2 separate regions of the Cricetulus griseus genome follow, and region 1 is linked to region 2. A link is a contact called in public Hi-C data. All regions are on one chromosome and are shown on one strand. The core of a region is the stretch at or near the end of the contact, and the rest is flanking DNA. Distances in the headings are between cores, read along the strand shown.

Region 1 (7,699 bases), core at 1,194-3,693, 83 kb before region 2:
ACAAAAAAAAAAACTAGGAACTATGAGTTTGAAAAGTACTGCACTGCCATTGCTAAGCATGGTGTTTCATCCCTATAATCCCAGTACTTGGGAGACTGAAGTAGGAGGGCCTTGAGTTGTAGGCCGCTGGGGCAAAGGGTGAATTTGAGTTTCATTTCAGTGTGGTCTAGTGAAAAAAAGTGCTGAATGTATTTAGTTCTCTCGAATTTCCACTAGAGGGCAGTCTAATCCTGTTCTTTGATCAAATTTCAACTGTCAAGGTCTTGCCTTCATGTTTTCTCTAGTACTTGATTTTATGTGACCTGTTTTAGAAGATTGTTCCTTCCTCTACAAGAGAATATTCTACAAATCCTAGGATAAGTAGCAACCATATGTTGAGTTTCTGTGTTGCTTCTGATAGGTCCTAGCCTGCTATATTGGCTGTTGCTTTCTCTATACAGAATGTGAAAGATGTCCAGCAGGAGCTCTTATAGCAGTGTTTCACAAACTAGATCATCTTGTCCAAGTTACTTTCCAAAATTAGTACCAACACAAGGTACACTAACTCTCTCGACACCTTTTTAATCTACTACAAGGATCTTATTTGCTCCATAATGGCTTTTGCAAATTAATGTACCTTTTAAAGATTCCTTATTAACATATCGTCTTTACATTATTGCCTCAGTACATAAAGTGTGGCACAAGCGTTTGAAGAGTCTCCATCTTTTAGTGCCTGGCCTCTGTGACCTGTGGGTTTGCAGACAAAGAAGGTATCTTTGTTCTGTGAGGCTAATTGTTTAGGGTAGAAAGAAACTCGTTAAGTGTGAAGTAATCTCAGTATGCTACTTCACTCTTCATGGATCACTGCTGTACTACAGACTGTATCTATTTGAAACAAACAGCACAAAGAAAAATTCCAAGCTGATTTGCTCTACCTCTGGGATGATCTTCTCCCCAAGATCTGTGGAGCTCTTTCTTGCACAGCTGTCATTCCCAAATGGCTTTCACAGTAAAATTCCCCATCTTCTCTACAAGTCACTTACAGAGACATGCTGTTATAGTGAGCAAAATAGTAAGACTTGAGTTCCTTGCTAGGATGAATTTGGGTCTATGGGCCTGCCAGTGTTTTATGTACATGTATTCTAAGTTAGTTATAACTTTACTTATCTATGCAGCTGGTTTTGTAACAGGAAATGAGCATGTTGTGTCAGGGTAGTTAAATTTCTATCAATTTAAAATAAATATTTGGAATATATATTGTATATATACTTATGCTCGTTTAATTCAAAAGGTAAAAGCTTAATATATTTTACTTATAATTTATTACTAATTGCAAGTTTGGTAAGAGTTGAAATATACAGAGTTGGGTATGGTGGAACCTGCTTGTAGTTCTAGCACCCTCCTGGACTGCTTAGTGAATACCAAGCCAGGCTGGGCATCACGAGACTACCTCAATAAGCCAAACAAAATGAAGACTTGAAATGGGAAATCCCCATTGCTTTTTTTTTGTTTGTTTTTTTTTTTGTTTTTCGAGACAGGGTTTCTCTGTGTAGCTTTGAACCTATCCCGGCACTCGCTCTGGAGACCAGGCTGGCCTCAAACTCACAGCAATCCGCCTGCCTCTGCCTCTGCCTCCCGAGTGCTGGGATTAAAGGTGTGCGCCACCAACGCCCGACCCCATTGCTTTTTCTGCTTCACTTATAGGATCTTTTGGCCACGTTTTTGTGACTGGGAAAGCAGCATCATGTTGCTTAATGTTTCCTAATTCTCTGTTCATGTTTAAGTTACTCTTTTACAAAATTTGGCTTAAGTTCTTAATATTAGATGAACATGGATCATTGAGTTTTTCCCAGTTATTTTACATTGTAGAATAAGAGAATTATCAGAACTTTATTGAATTCATCAGACTTACTATATAGGAATTAGGCTAACATACAAAGGGGTCAGTATTGTACGCAGAGTTTTTCCTGTGCTGGCAGTGGCTCTTAAATAACCACTCAGAGTCTTAATATTAATTTTAAATTCTCAGCCAATTGCTCAGGCTTGTTACTATCTAACTCTTACATTTAAATTAACCCATATTTCTTATCTATGCTTTGCCACATGGCGTGGTATGTTTTCTGAGTGCAGCATGCCCATCTTTCTTCTCTCTGTGTCTGCTGGAGATACTTGAGACTCTCCCTCCTCTTTCCAGCATTCTCTCTGTGTCAGGCTGTCTGACCCAATCTCTTCCTGCCCAGCTATTGGTTAATCAGCGTTTTATTAACAATGAGAGCAATACATATTTACAGTGTGCAGAGATTGTTCCACAGCACCTCCTCATCTTGCAAAATGTTGTTTGTGCTTGTTTTTCCACCCCTGGAATTTCCTGAGACTTGACTTTCATATCCTCCTCTTGCAAGCCAATTAGGAATTAGCCTATCACATTAGATTGAGATAGAGCTTCCACTAATGGGTTCAGAATGAGTCACCACCAGTGTTTGAGTAGAAACTAAGGAACTTCCTATCCTGATGTGTGCTTGCTAGCCTAGTTTAGGTCATGGCACACCGGTTTCAGAAAAAGAAATTGCTTTGCAAGGTTACTTTCACTTGTTGATATGTTTCTTTGTGTGACACCAAGAATATTCTTTTGCAGTAGTAGTGGAAATTCTGATTAATACAACATTTTGCCTTTTCCCTTTGTATACCGTTTTTAACTTTAAAAAATCATAGCTATAATTATTCATTGATTAGAGTTTAGATTTTTGAAGCTTATTTTTGGTGGCTTTGTATTACCCTTGATAGAGTCAAACTATTATGAACAGTGATATTATCAACCTTTCTCAAAGTTTCCTGTTGTCTCCAGTGATACACCAGCATGAAGAAAGACAACTGCTGGTGGTAGAGCATGCCTTTAATCCCAGCACTCTGGAGGCAGAGGCAGGTGGACCTCTCAGTTCAAGACCAGCCTTATCTACAGAGAGAGTTCCAATAAAGCCAGGGCTACACAGAGAAACCCTGTCTCAAAAAAAAAAAAAAAAAAGGAAAGAAAGAAAGGCAGAACCTAAAGTGTCTAAGCAGAACTGTGAAGCTGTTTGTCATCACATTTGCTCGTTGTAATAAAGTTTGTTTTCTACTTACATCCATAAACCTTTGACCCTGCCAAATAAAAAAAGATTGTTTAGGATTGTTTTTTTATAAGCTTAGATGTTTCATGGAGACAAAAAGTAGGCATTAGAAAATGTAATTGCTTCTGGTTTAATAGATCCTTGACATAAAGATCAATTAAAAACCTGAAAAAATTTGCATGTTAACCAAATTTGCAAATTGAAATTTGAGGAATTTATCTCTAATCTAGATGCTCTGAAGAGTAGTTTAGAAGGTCTATGAAAATCTAAATGGAGGAATATGTTGTGCTTAAATAGTGAGTCTGAGTTATCTGATTGTACAGCTAGCCCTGCTCTGCCTTCTGGAACATTTCCAGTGCTCCTCAGAGAAAATGTTGGCCTAAGTGTGAAGTGTTCCCCATAGGTTCATGTGTTTGAGCATTTGGTCTCCAGATTGGTGGTTCTGTTTTGAGAGATTATGGAACCTTGGGGACATGGCACATAGGTGATAATCTAGTCCTCTGGGAATGTCCTTTTAAGGGTTACTCTTCTCTTTGATCTCCTGAGGTCTGAGCTGCCACAGGTTCCCACCTTGACACCTGACACTGGCCCAGATTCTTAGGTAGGGAGCCAAAGTAACCCTCTCCTCCCTGTCTTATTTCGTGAGGTTTGTTGTAACCAAATCATCCTCTTCCAACATGCACCTCCATCTTGGAGGGAAGCTGGTTAAGACACAGGTCCCTGAAACATCCCATCCTGTGGGGAAGGTTTTTTTAAGCTCAGGAAGTAACAACTCAAAGGCTTTGTGAAGTTCCCAAAACAGACTGATACGTTAGATATTTCCTTCCCCATGTGTGTATAAATAGCAAGGCCCAGTGAGTGACCCTCTCATAGCAGCCATGTCTTTGGCAGAGATGTAGCCCAGCAGAGCTGCCTAGAGCAACCAGACAAGCCATCTAAAAAAGTTGCTGTCTAACCTGTTGCTGCCTTCAAACTGCAGTGTGCCCAGGGTTCCAGCTTTGTGAGCTGGAATGGGCTTTGATGATGCAGCTGTATTTCAGACATTTCTGCTCCTGTTAGTAACCCTTCAACCCATACTTCTGTGAGTAACCCAATAAAACTCATTGGTTCACCAAGTTGGACTTTGGTGGTATCCTTACTATTAGCCTGTCATTGGTTTCCTATCTGTGCTGAGTGGGCATTCATGTCTCCCCAGCAATACTGTGACACAGCAGTCCATTGAAAGGCAACCAAAAGTCATTTAAAATGAGTAATTTTGTTGATCTGTAATAGTCAAAATGTAAACAAGATCAATTGATCTAATTAAATCAAAGTGGCATTAACATTTCCATTTTTTTCGCTCGAAAAATCATATTCCTATAAATTATGCTCCAGGCTATGTTCTTAGACTTAATATCTCTATGGGGTTACTCATGTCTTTTTTGGGATGTCCCTTCTGGAACTTTCCTTCCCATCCTCACCTGTATTAGATGCTGCTCCCTTGGTCCCCTTCATGCCTCACCCTCTCAGGACACTGCTTCCTTCTGCCATGATGTCCTTGAACATAAGGACTGTCTTTTATAATGTGTCCTTGTGAATTGCATATGCTAGTAATGCTCAATAAATGGTTATGAGACTGTTTGACTTCTATAAATATTTGACCTCTAAAACCTTTCTGTTGTCAGAGAAAACATGAAGTTCTCTCTCTATAGCTGTGAAGTGAGTTCATTGGCTTTCTTTCAGCTGACCAATTGTAGTGTGACAGTAACTCAGTTTGGAACCACACCCCCGTTTCTCTGCCTTTGGGCAGGACTTGGAATTAGTTTTTCAAGACTCTGACCTGTGCCATGTACATCCAGCACTGAAGGAAGCCAGAAGAAGGTGTTAGATACCCTAGGACTAGAGCTATATATGATTGTCAGCTAACAATCTGATCACTCTTACTCTCTGAACCATCTCTTTAGCCTATAGTCTTCAATATTTTGTGTGAATGATTTGACTAAATGCTCTTCATGTTCCAGTAAAGTATAGAGTTTTGTGATCTGCAGACAGACTAATGAAAGACTAGACAACTAGCAGGAACTGAGTATCTCCCCCCCCCTGCCCCCCCCCGCCCCCCAACCAGTGACTGACTCTGGAACACCAGCTTACTAAGTATTTGTAGTATTTTTCATGCAGAGGTTTATGTCTGTGATGTGCCAAAGGCAAAGAGATCTTAAAATGACTTGGAGTTATAAATACTAAATTACAGTGGCATGATATGTGCTGTTTATATTTGCTGTCTCATCGTTATGTAAAAACTGGTTCATTTGCTGGGCACACGCCTTTAGTACCAGTGCTTAGGAGGCAGAGACAGGTGGATCTCTGTGAGTTTGAGTCCGTCTTGGTCTACAGAGTGAGTTCCTCAACAGCCAGAGAGACACAGTGGGACCCTGTCTCAAACAAATATGGTTCATTTCAGATTAATTCACCATTCTAGTAATAAGTATTTAAGGTATTTTGAACAAATATGTCTTGGGAAATGTTAGAAATATGCTTGTTAAAGTGTGCTTTAATGTTGGTCAGTGTATTTAATTTTGCCTAAATAAAATTTAATAAGAAATACCAAGAAAATATGAAGCAATCTCAATAGCTTAAACTTTTTTTTAAAAAAAAGAGATACTGTTGATTTTATTTTCAATCATGTCTGTGTGTTTGTGTGTGTTTGGCGTGTGTACACACTCGTGTAGGTATGCCCATGGGGAACAGAAGAGGGAGCTGGATCCCTTGGAATTGGAGTTACAGGCAGTGGCAAGCCTCCTAATGCGCATGCTAGGTCCTCAGAAAGACATGCATGTGCTTTTAACTACCGGGCCATCTCTCCAACAGCAATTTAAACATTTTGTCTTTTTGGCCAGTGATTTGGATTTGACGTTGTTTCTTTTTATGTTGTATATTTTCAGCTCATTTAGAGACGAGTTTTGAAGAGGTAGAAAACCACTTGCTGCATTTGGAGGATTTGTGTGGGCAGTGTGAATTAGAAAGACACAAACATGCACAGTCCCGACACCTGGAGAATTACAAGAAAAATAAGAGGTGAGTTAGAAACTTGGGCCATGACAGTGTACTCTTAAAGTGTTCCATGTTGATTTGCACGCTATTCTTTAAAAAAAAAAAATTGCATTTAGTGTGTGTGTGTGTGTGTGTGTGTGTGTGTGTGTGTGTGTGTGTGTGATGTATGATGTATGTAGAAGTCCCAGGACAACTTGTGAGAGTTGATTCTCTATCCTTCTGTTATCTGGGTCCTAGGGAATCAAGCTCAGGCTATCAGGCAAATGCTTTTACCCATTGAGCCATCTTCTTCCCCATGCTATTCTTCTTATGTTCGGATTGGTAAAGATAAAGGGCTTAGTCTATAGAGTTTATTAATAAGCCTTCTAATATTTACCTGTTTAATTTTTAAATCACAATATGTTGCCACTTAGTGATGAGTTGTCAGAAGCTAAGGGCAGGATAAACCATGGACGCTGTACTCTGAAGGGAGAAGTGAGCAGAGGGCAAAGTTGCCCACAGATTTAGTTCTGGCCTGCTGTGCAGCAGTGGCAGGTGACTGAGTAGCTTGCTCTTTCTTCTCTTATCTCTGTAATAGTACAATCAGAGTGGAGGGAGCATGAGCCCAGGCTTTGGAAACGGGCTCGATAGGCTCGACTCTTAACTGTTGTCACATACTAGGTGCAGGACTGTAAATTTATCTCTTAGCCTCAATGACACTGGTTTCTAGTGGGGATGCTAATTCATCAATCTTCACAACTCTGACTAGAAGGCTGGGCGGTGGTAGCAGAGGCAGAGGCAGAGGCAGGTGGATCTCAGTGAGTTTGAGGCCAGCCTGGTCTACAGAGTGAGTTCCAGGACAGCCAACCAGGACTGTTACACAGAGAAACCATGTCTCACAAAACCAAAAAGAAAGAAAGGAAGGAAGGAAGGAAGGAAGAAAGAAAGAAAGAAAGAAAGAAAGAAAGAAAGAAAGAAAGAAAGAAAGACATCTGTCAGGGGAAGTGGTGGGTTGAGAGTGGCTAAAGCTCCTCATTCATCCACATGTCTGTATGGATGTGCCTCAAGTGTTGATTAGCCTTAAGAGTTTAGTATTGAGATTCCTGGACTGTCCCAAGTTCACACAGTGGTGTTGCCAGTCAGCTTCCCAAGTGGTGATGTCTGAGGGACTGCAAAACAGGGTGTGCAGGCTCTCCGTGAAAAAGAGCTTGGGGAGAGGTATGTCTTATTGTTCACATACTACATGCATGTAATTCCTTGTGGAGGTGGTTTTATATATTTCATTTGGCCTTTGAAGGTCATCAGAGTGTGTGTGACAGCATTGAGAATGTCGTCTCACTTATCAGAACGTCTTTGGCATGAGTAGGTAGCTATATATGACTCAGGGTTTCCAGACTGATATGTGACAGGAAGGTACAACAGTGAGAAGCAAATAGGCTAGTCTCTGATTTAACAATTGATAGTAGGTAAATACTCTGTTGGGAAGAAGTTAGTCCTGGAAGAAAGTTCATATGGAGTACAATTGGAGTTTCAAAAAAATATGATAGAAAGCTTCAGAACTTTGACATTTTAGTTTGGATACTGTTGTATGACTTCAGAGAATG
Region 2 (6,961 bases), core at 2,309-4,808:
CTTCTGAGTCCTGATATCATGCAGGAAGACAATACAGGAGACAATCATGCAGGAGAAATAACACAGAATGAAAGGCTTGACACTTAAAAGCCTCGGGGTCTTCAGTTCTGGGAACCGCTTGCTTATTCGGCCTGATCCTACAACCAGCTGTTGCATCCCATGAAGTCTTGGGACCTGGGTCTACAGTACCTGAGCTCGTCCAGAAGGGCTGAGATGGTACTGAGGGTGGGACCATTTTCCTTTTTTGCTTCTGCTTGTGCGATCTGGTAGAGCAACTTCTCCATGGAGAATGGCTTAGCTATGTGGCGGCGCTTCATCTCCTGAAAGAGTGTCACGTTACAAGGGTCTGTTTCCATGAGTAGTGAGTGAGCAGCCAAGTTCATAGTGGCAACTGGACTCGAATTATTGCTATAAGCTGTGCGGCCACTTTGCTAACCTGGAGAATAGCACCAGATTCCAGGAAAGTCCTAGCACCTCATAGCCAGCCATGGAGGCAGTGCCAGAACTCAGAATGGGCAGACAAGTTCTACGGATTCATATCCAGTATTTATACTGTGAATATCTGTTTGGCCTCCCCACAACTATGGGATTACCAGTAATGGAAGTCAAAAGCCTTCATGATAAAAACCTCAACTTTCTTTCCTAGAATAAACTTCCAGCCATCTCTTGAGGTTCTGCAACCCCAACAATGCAGTGAAAGGCCATCAGAGTATCCAACATAAACCTCACACTCACAGGGAGTCAGGGGACTTACACTGCTTACCTTGGCAGTCTCGAAGCCCATGCTTGTCCACTGGGTGGTAGCAAAGTGCACTGTCTCTGAGACGCTGTAGCCACAACATACTTTGGACACAAAAGACCCGGGAAAGCAGACAACAAACTGCCCGCTTTGCTGCACAGTCCTGTGGACCTTGATCCCCTCTTTACACAGCACCTCTGGGGAGATCTGGGGAGACAATACCAACTGAGCTACATGCCTCTCCATCAGTCAGGCAAACCCTCTGCCCCATGGCATAAGGACACCAGCCAGGTTATGTGGAAATTTGATTGACAGCCCCTAATGGAGGGGCTGCTAAAAGACCAGATTATAATTCTCTTTAAGGAAATAAACACCCCCCCCAAAAAAAAGTCACGAAACACAAGTCAGTGGTAGTCTAAGAGGTTTCTGCAGGGCAGGGACCATGGTAAGCACATAGTTCCTTCCTTCTAAGGCCCTCAACCCTTTTGGAGCACTTCATGTCCCCACTCAGCATTGTCAGGAGCTGGCAACATAAGAAATTTCTGTCCCTTGGAGGACCCACCTTGCTGTGCAGGTGACAAGAAACCTACCATGACATTGCTCTCCAGCATCTGCAGCCCTGGGGTACCATTGGCCTGCAGCAGGGTATGGACCACATCTTCCAGCTTGTTCTCCTCCTCAGCAGGAATGCAATACCTGGGACATTGGAAACACAGGATACATTTGGTGGGACTTCTTCCAGCCTCAGGGCAGCTGGGCTGGAGTGCTGGCCCAGTGCCTTACTCTGTCACTGTTGGCTGATTCTGCCCAGCACAGAGCCAAACCACAGGCACTGCCTTATACACGCAGCTCACTTTACACAGATCTGACCCACAAGGTGAGCCAAAAACCCTTCAAACCAAAGCCAGATACAGTTAACCCTCCTGTAAATCAGAAACAGACAAGTGCATATTCCCTTGGCTTACTTATTACTTGAGTTCTCTGACACTGCTTAAGAACAGTCTAGTACTCAGCCATAGACACAGGATTTGATGCTGTTCCTGACAAGCAACATGGGTACATGGGGACCCTCACCAAGGCACCGGAGACGACCTGGAGCTACTGGCCAGAAAGAGACTTGGGAAGGTGCCAAGGCCAGTGCGAACACATGCGCACACGCGTGTATACACACACACACACACACACACACACAGGAGAGAGCCAGAGAGAGAGCCAGAGAGAGAGAGAGCCAGAGAGAGAGAGAGAGCCAGAGAGAGAGAGAGAGAGAGAGAGAGAGAGAGAGAGAGAGAGAGAGAGAGCCCATCTCCACTGTCAACACAGAAACCAGAGAGCTCAGAGGACCAACAAAGAGAACACACTGAACTATGCAGAGGACAGCTCACAGGCACAGTTCTGACAATGCTTCATATCTAGTGTGTGAGTAGCCTAGCTCTGGAGCTCTTGCAAAAGACCACTCAGATGAAGCTGCCCAGCTGGGCCAGTTTCTCCATGGCCCTATATGAATGCTGCCATAAAATCAAATCTGGGAATTCCACAACACATAACTGGGGTATCCAGCAGGGAAGCAGACTAAGCAGGAATTCACAAGAGAACAACACAACAGGCAAAGAATGCAAAACATCTTCTGCCACCTTGCAACCCTTGTGGCACAGGTAGACAGCCCAGGCCCTGGCATGTCTTCCAGCTGCTGCAGGCTCAAGTCCATCACAGCAGCAGTTTCTTGGGATGCCTGGGGCAGTAGCACCTGCTGCTGGGGGCCGATACTCACCAAATGCAGTCAGCACCAGTGTGTAAGTAGTCAATATATGGAAGGTGATTTTGGTCTCGAGACCAGCATGAGGTAGAAAAGACCATGCCAATATTTAGCCAGGGAATAGTCACTCCTACAATGTAAGAGAAGAGGTGTCATTTTAGAGCAACAGTACTTTGGCTGGGTAGCTTGTTGACCTTGAAGCTAAGAATGAATGTGTAAAATCCCAGGGCTAGGGGGGTCTGGCTTAAGTGCCTCTGTCCACAGTGAGCAAGGTAGGATACAACAAGGTTCCTGGCTTTGGCAGAAAGGACTCCCTTCCCTTCCCAAAGCCCAAAAACTTCACATCAACCAGAACCATGATGGGGCAGCTGTGTGTAAGATAGAAGCAGTCTTCACTTCCTAGCCCATTTATTGTGTCTGCTAGCACAGATGGCCTTTCTCTCCCAATGTTAAAATGTCAGGACATGTACTCTGTCCTTAAGACCCCAGGCTTCTCTAGGATGCTTAGAAGAGCCAGCCTGGCCTTGCTGTCACTGTGACAGCTGCAACAGGAGGGTGTTTATGGTCATGCTTACCAGGCACAGCACCAAGGTGACGCAGGATGGACCCTGTGTTATTGGGGAGGACGGTGAGGTTCCATCCATGCCTGCAGAAGGAAAAATGGAGGCTGTAACAGGCTGGTGAGAAAGGGCACTGTCTAGTCCCCAAACCATGGACGAGAGACTGGACATTACCTTGAAAAGGGCTCTGATTTCCCCACGGGGAAGCCGCTGCCGTGGGTGTTAGTGTCCACTTTCCCGCAGTGAACTGCCACATGACAGTCCTTCTCTTCCACTAACCTCCAGTACTCTTGCTGTAAAGAAGAAGGCCAGTCATTGTCTATGTGGGACACAGAGCCCAAGACATAGAAGGAACACTATATCCAGAACATGGTGTCTATGAGGAAACACCCTTGAGCAACTCCCTCAGAACCTAAGGCCACGGTAGAGCTGTCATCAGACCAACAGAGAGTTGCAGGATTTCACTATGTACACTGATGACTGGGATGACAGCACAGCCAAGCACTATCAGGGGAAGTCACCCACACAGACTGTGAGGGCAAGTAGAGGAACTGGGTGTGGTTCATGCATGCTTGCCTTTAATGGAGAGAAACCCTAACACGCTGTGGCTAAAGCTGGAGGACACCACACTCAAGTGACATAACCAGTCAGTGTATGCAGGAGGTGCCAGGGTCAGATGCCAGGAAAGCAGGCCAGAGGCTGCCAGACTGAGAGAACAGTTAGTCTTCAAGGGGTTCGGAGAACTCAATTTTGATTTGGGACAGTTGTCATTGATGGTGGCACAATAATGTGAAGGGATTTAATCTCACAGAAATGTATACTTAAACACCTTTCACATAAGTGTTTAGATCTGAGTTTGGATTCCCAAACCCTAAGTAAAACTGGATGCAGCAGTATCCATTTGTGGCCCAGCATACCTAGGGCAATATAGCAAATAGAGGTACTCACAGGGCACGTAGCCAGGCATAGGCAACAGTGAAAAATAAGGTAGAAGGTGACACCACAGTTGGCCTCTGTCATCCAAACACACTGTGGCAAGCACAACCCCACACACAAACATGCACGAACATTAACAGTTAAAATGGTGAGCTGTCCTGGTAGGACAGAATCTATTTATAGGAAAGGAAAGAAAGAGGAGTGAGAATGGGGAGGAAAGAATCTATTTATAGGAAAGAGAAGAAAAAGGAGTGAGAATGGGGAGGAAAGAACTTCCTGTGCACCCACCTGAAGAATAAGCACAGCGCGCGCCTAGAACACTGCGCAATCCTCTTTGCCACACTCTCCACACTGGTCAGCACTCTGCTGCAAGTTAGCACTTTGGGAGTTGGAAACATGGCACGGAGGCCAAAAAGCCTGGTGACCTCAGCATAATCCCCGAAAACCACATAAAGGTTAACGGAGAGCACTTACTCTAAAATAGTCCTCTGAATGCCACATACATTCCCTAAAACGACATGCACGCACTCATGCACACACGGTATAGCCAGGCTCCCATCGGAGCTGATTCCACTAGAACTGGAAGGCTAGGGACGAGGGGTGGTTTGAGAATGCACTGCAATCAAGAGTGAAGCAGTACCTTCACTGCCTTTTCAATCCGCATCCCAGAAGCACCTCACCCTTCCTGTGAGCCTGGAATGTAGGAGAAACCCTGAAACTCAACTCCCACGAGTGGGGTGGGGAAGGAAAGACGGGATGACACTGACTCCTCACAAGAGGGGCCTTTCTAGAGTATCAAATGGTCACAAACCATAAAGAAATGCCCATGATGCCATTCCTGAACGGGCCCTTACCCACAAAGATCACCCTGTGACTCAGAGACTGATCAGAGCTGAGAGACCAACAGCCACTAACCTGAGCACAGGCACAAGGATTCATTGCACGAAAGCAGTTGCCAAATCCAGCACTGTCCACCAGGAGAGAGGGAAAGGCCTGCTGTTTTTATAAGATAGACACAGAATTCAAGGCACCAGCCAGACACAAACTGAAATCTGAGTCTCAGGAAACCTTCACTTTTGCTTTCAAATATTTTGGAGGGCAAGAAGGGGGTTGGTTCCTAAATAGAAGCCTGTAAAATGAGCTATGGACAGGGACAATCACCAGAACCTCCTGGAGATACTAAGGGCTGAGCCCTCTCATCTGGCATATCTGCCACAGTGTCATGAGGCATCAAAAAGCAACTGTGATGGTCACATGGGTGTCAGAACAGTCCAATGTAATGGCCATCGTAGGCAGAGCTGAACATGGGGTTGAGTGTGGACATCAAGCCCCAGGTCACAGAGCTGGGATGGGAAGAGTGTCAATCAGCAAACAGAATTTTCCAAAGCCCTGAGATCAGAGTCCACCCAGAGAAACTACACCCCCCTCCACACCCTCCTCTTCGAGCTACAACTGCTCTAAGCCAGGGGTCTAAACTGGCTTCTCTCCCTTTACAAACCAACCACTGCTAGGTTCCTATGTCAGCAGCTATAGGGTCCAAGGGACTCTACTGGGCTCTGGCCAGGAAATGTAAACAGGACTGGCTCGACCAGCTACATCCTGCAGCACCTCACACTTAACAGCCACTAACTGGGCACACAAGAGCTCACTGTGTTTCCAGCACTACACTAACTCCAAGGAAAGAGCTGGCAATGGCACAAAAAATGGCGACCTGCCAATCCTATTACATGAAGAACAGGAGAAGAGAAAAGCACACCATGACTTCAGGGAATTCCAAACATTCTCCTCACAGGGAGACAGGAAGGACAGAGGAGCAGCAGTTCACTAAAGACAAAAACTGCTAGCTGGACCAATGATGGAATTCACAGACATGCCAGCAGAAACCATGAAATTCCAGTCTTCAATGGACTAATTTTGGTCCAATAGAAAATAAAACGCCTTGCTACCCCAGCACAGAGACACAGGACAAGCCCAATCCCTGTGCCCTTTCATGCTACAGAAAGCCTGAGGGCCGCCCCTAGTCTCGCTGGAGGTTGTCTGGAGTTGAGCAGCTTACCTCGATCTCTGCTGGTGCAGGCTCCTTGCTGAAGCACATGTTCATGATGTTTCTTGCTGTTCGATAAAAAGTTGTTAGAGAAACAGATCTTCCCTGGAACAAAGAAAACAGCAAAGAGTACAGCTTAAGATGGAGTTGAGCCTTGGCTTTATATCAAAACATAAATCTGCCTGTCACAGGTCTTTGCCCAATGGTTTCCCCATGGTGACAAGCCACACAGTGTTTTCAGTACTTGACAGCATCCCCATAAGTGTGTGATCCCAGCACACTCTGCCTCCAGATCACTAACCAGCAGTGAACCAGGAGACTGTGGGATTTGGGCTTTTCTCCAGCAAGGCAGGGCTCTGGGTGAAGTTCTCAGGTTGAGAAAGTGACTCTCCTTGCAACTTGAACTGGTTTCCAACTTTCTCTTCTAACAAAATAAAACCCAAGTACAAGGAAAAACTAATTTGACACTAACTATCTATGGCAGAGACAATAATCAGAGGTGATCACAGACATGCCAGTGCTGGCTGCAGTGCCCCAGGGTGGTGAAAAGCACATCAGGTTTTTCCAGTTATATTTAAAAATACATTTGACAAAGCAGGTTTATAAAAACAACAAGAAAAACTTCCTTAGGTCTGACACACTCTCACAGTACTGGCCTTCAATAGCCACCAACAGACGTGCAGAATACCTCATTTCAGGAGGTGCTGGTTTGGAATCACGGTATTTAATGAATGGCTTTAATTAATGAGGACAGCTTCCCAGTCATTTAAGATACACACCAAACAAATAAAGCAGCATTCAGTCCCCAGGTCATTTCTGCATTTTCACAAAAGCAACTGCAGAAGCACAGCTGAGTGGGTTGTAGGTAGGTGTTCTCAAGTGGCAGTTCAAGTAGATGAAGAGCAAACCTTTTCTGCGTCTAACAACAG

What was found. A called contact is a pair of places that touch in the nucleus more often than the background predicts.
Region 1: a Hi-C map of fibroblasts shows a contact between it and region 2, with 3 times the contacts expected there. The contact joins two enhancer-like sites. A contact is called at or near these places in 2 of 8 Hi-C or Micro-C datasets (fibroblasts and liver).

The regions. Positions count from the first base shown.
Region 1 is chr3:264,687,950-264,695,648 of CriGri-PICRH-1.0, reverse strand. It overlaps Dtnbp1 (dysbindin), which reads left to right. Exons shown (of 9, transcript XM_035442942.1): 6 at 6,008-6,140. Among named protein-coding and RNA genes, the nearest start is that of Dtnbp1, 27 kb to the left of the region's middle. Within about 2 kb of position 2,443, at least 1 of the 6 cell types and tissues checked has open chromatin away from gene starts, as enhancers often do.
Region 2 is chr3:264,606,923-264,613,883 of CriGri-PICRH-1.0, reverse strand. It overlaps Jarid2 (protein Jumonji), which reads right to left. Exons shown (of 19, transcript XM_027410455.2): 10 at 6,045-6,137; 11 at 3,227-3,345; 12 at 3,068-3,138; 13 at 2,508-2,622; 14 at 1,330-1,435; 15 at 764-946; 16 at 190-320. Among named protein-coding and RNA genes, the nearest start is that of Dtnbp1, 110 kb to the left of the region's middle. Within about 2 kb of position 3,558, at least 2 of the 6 cell types and tissues checked have open chromatin away from gene starts, as enhancers often do.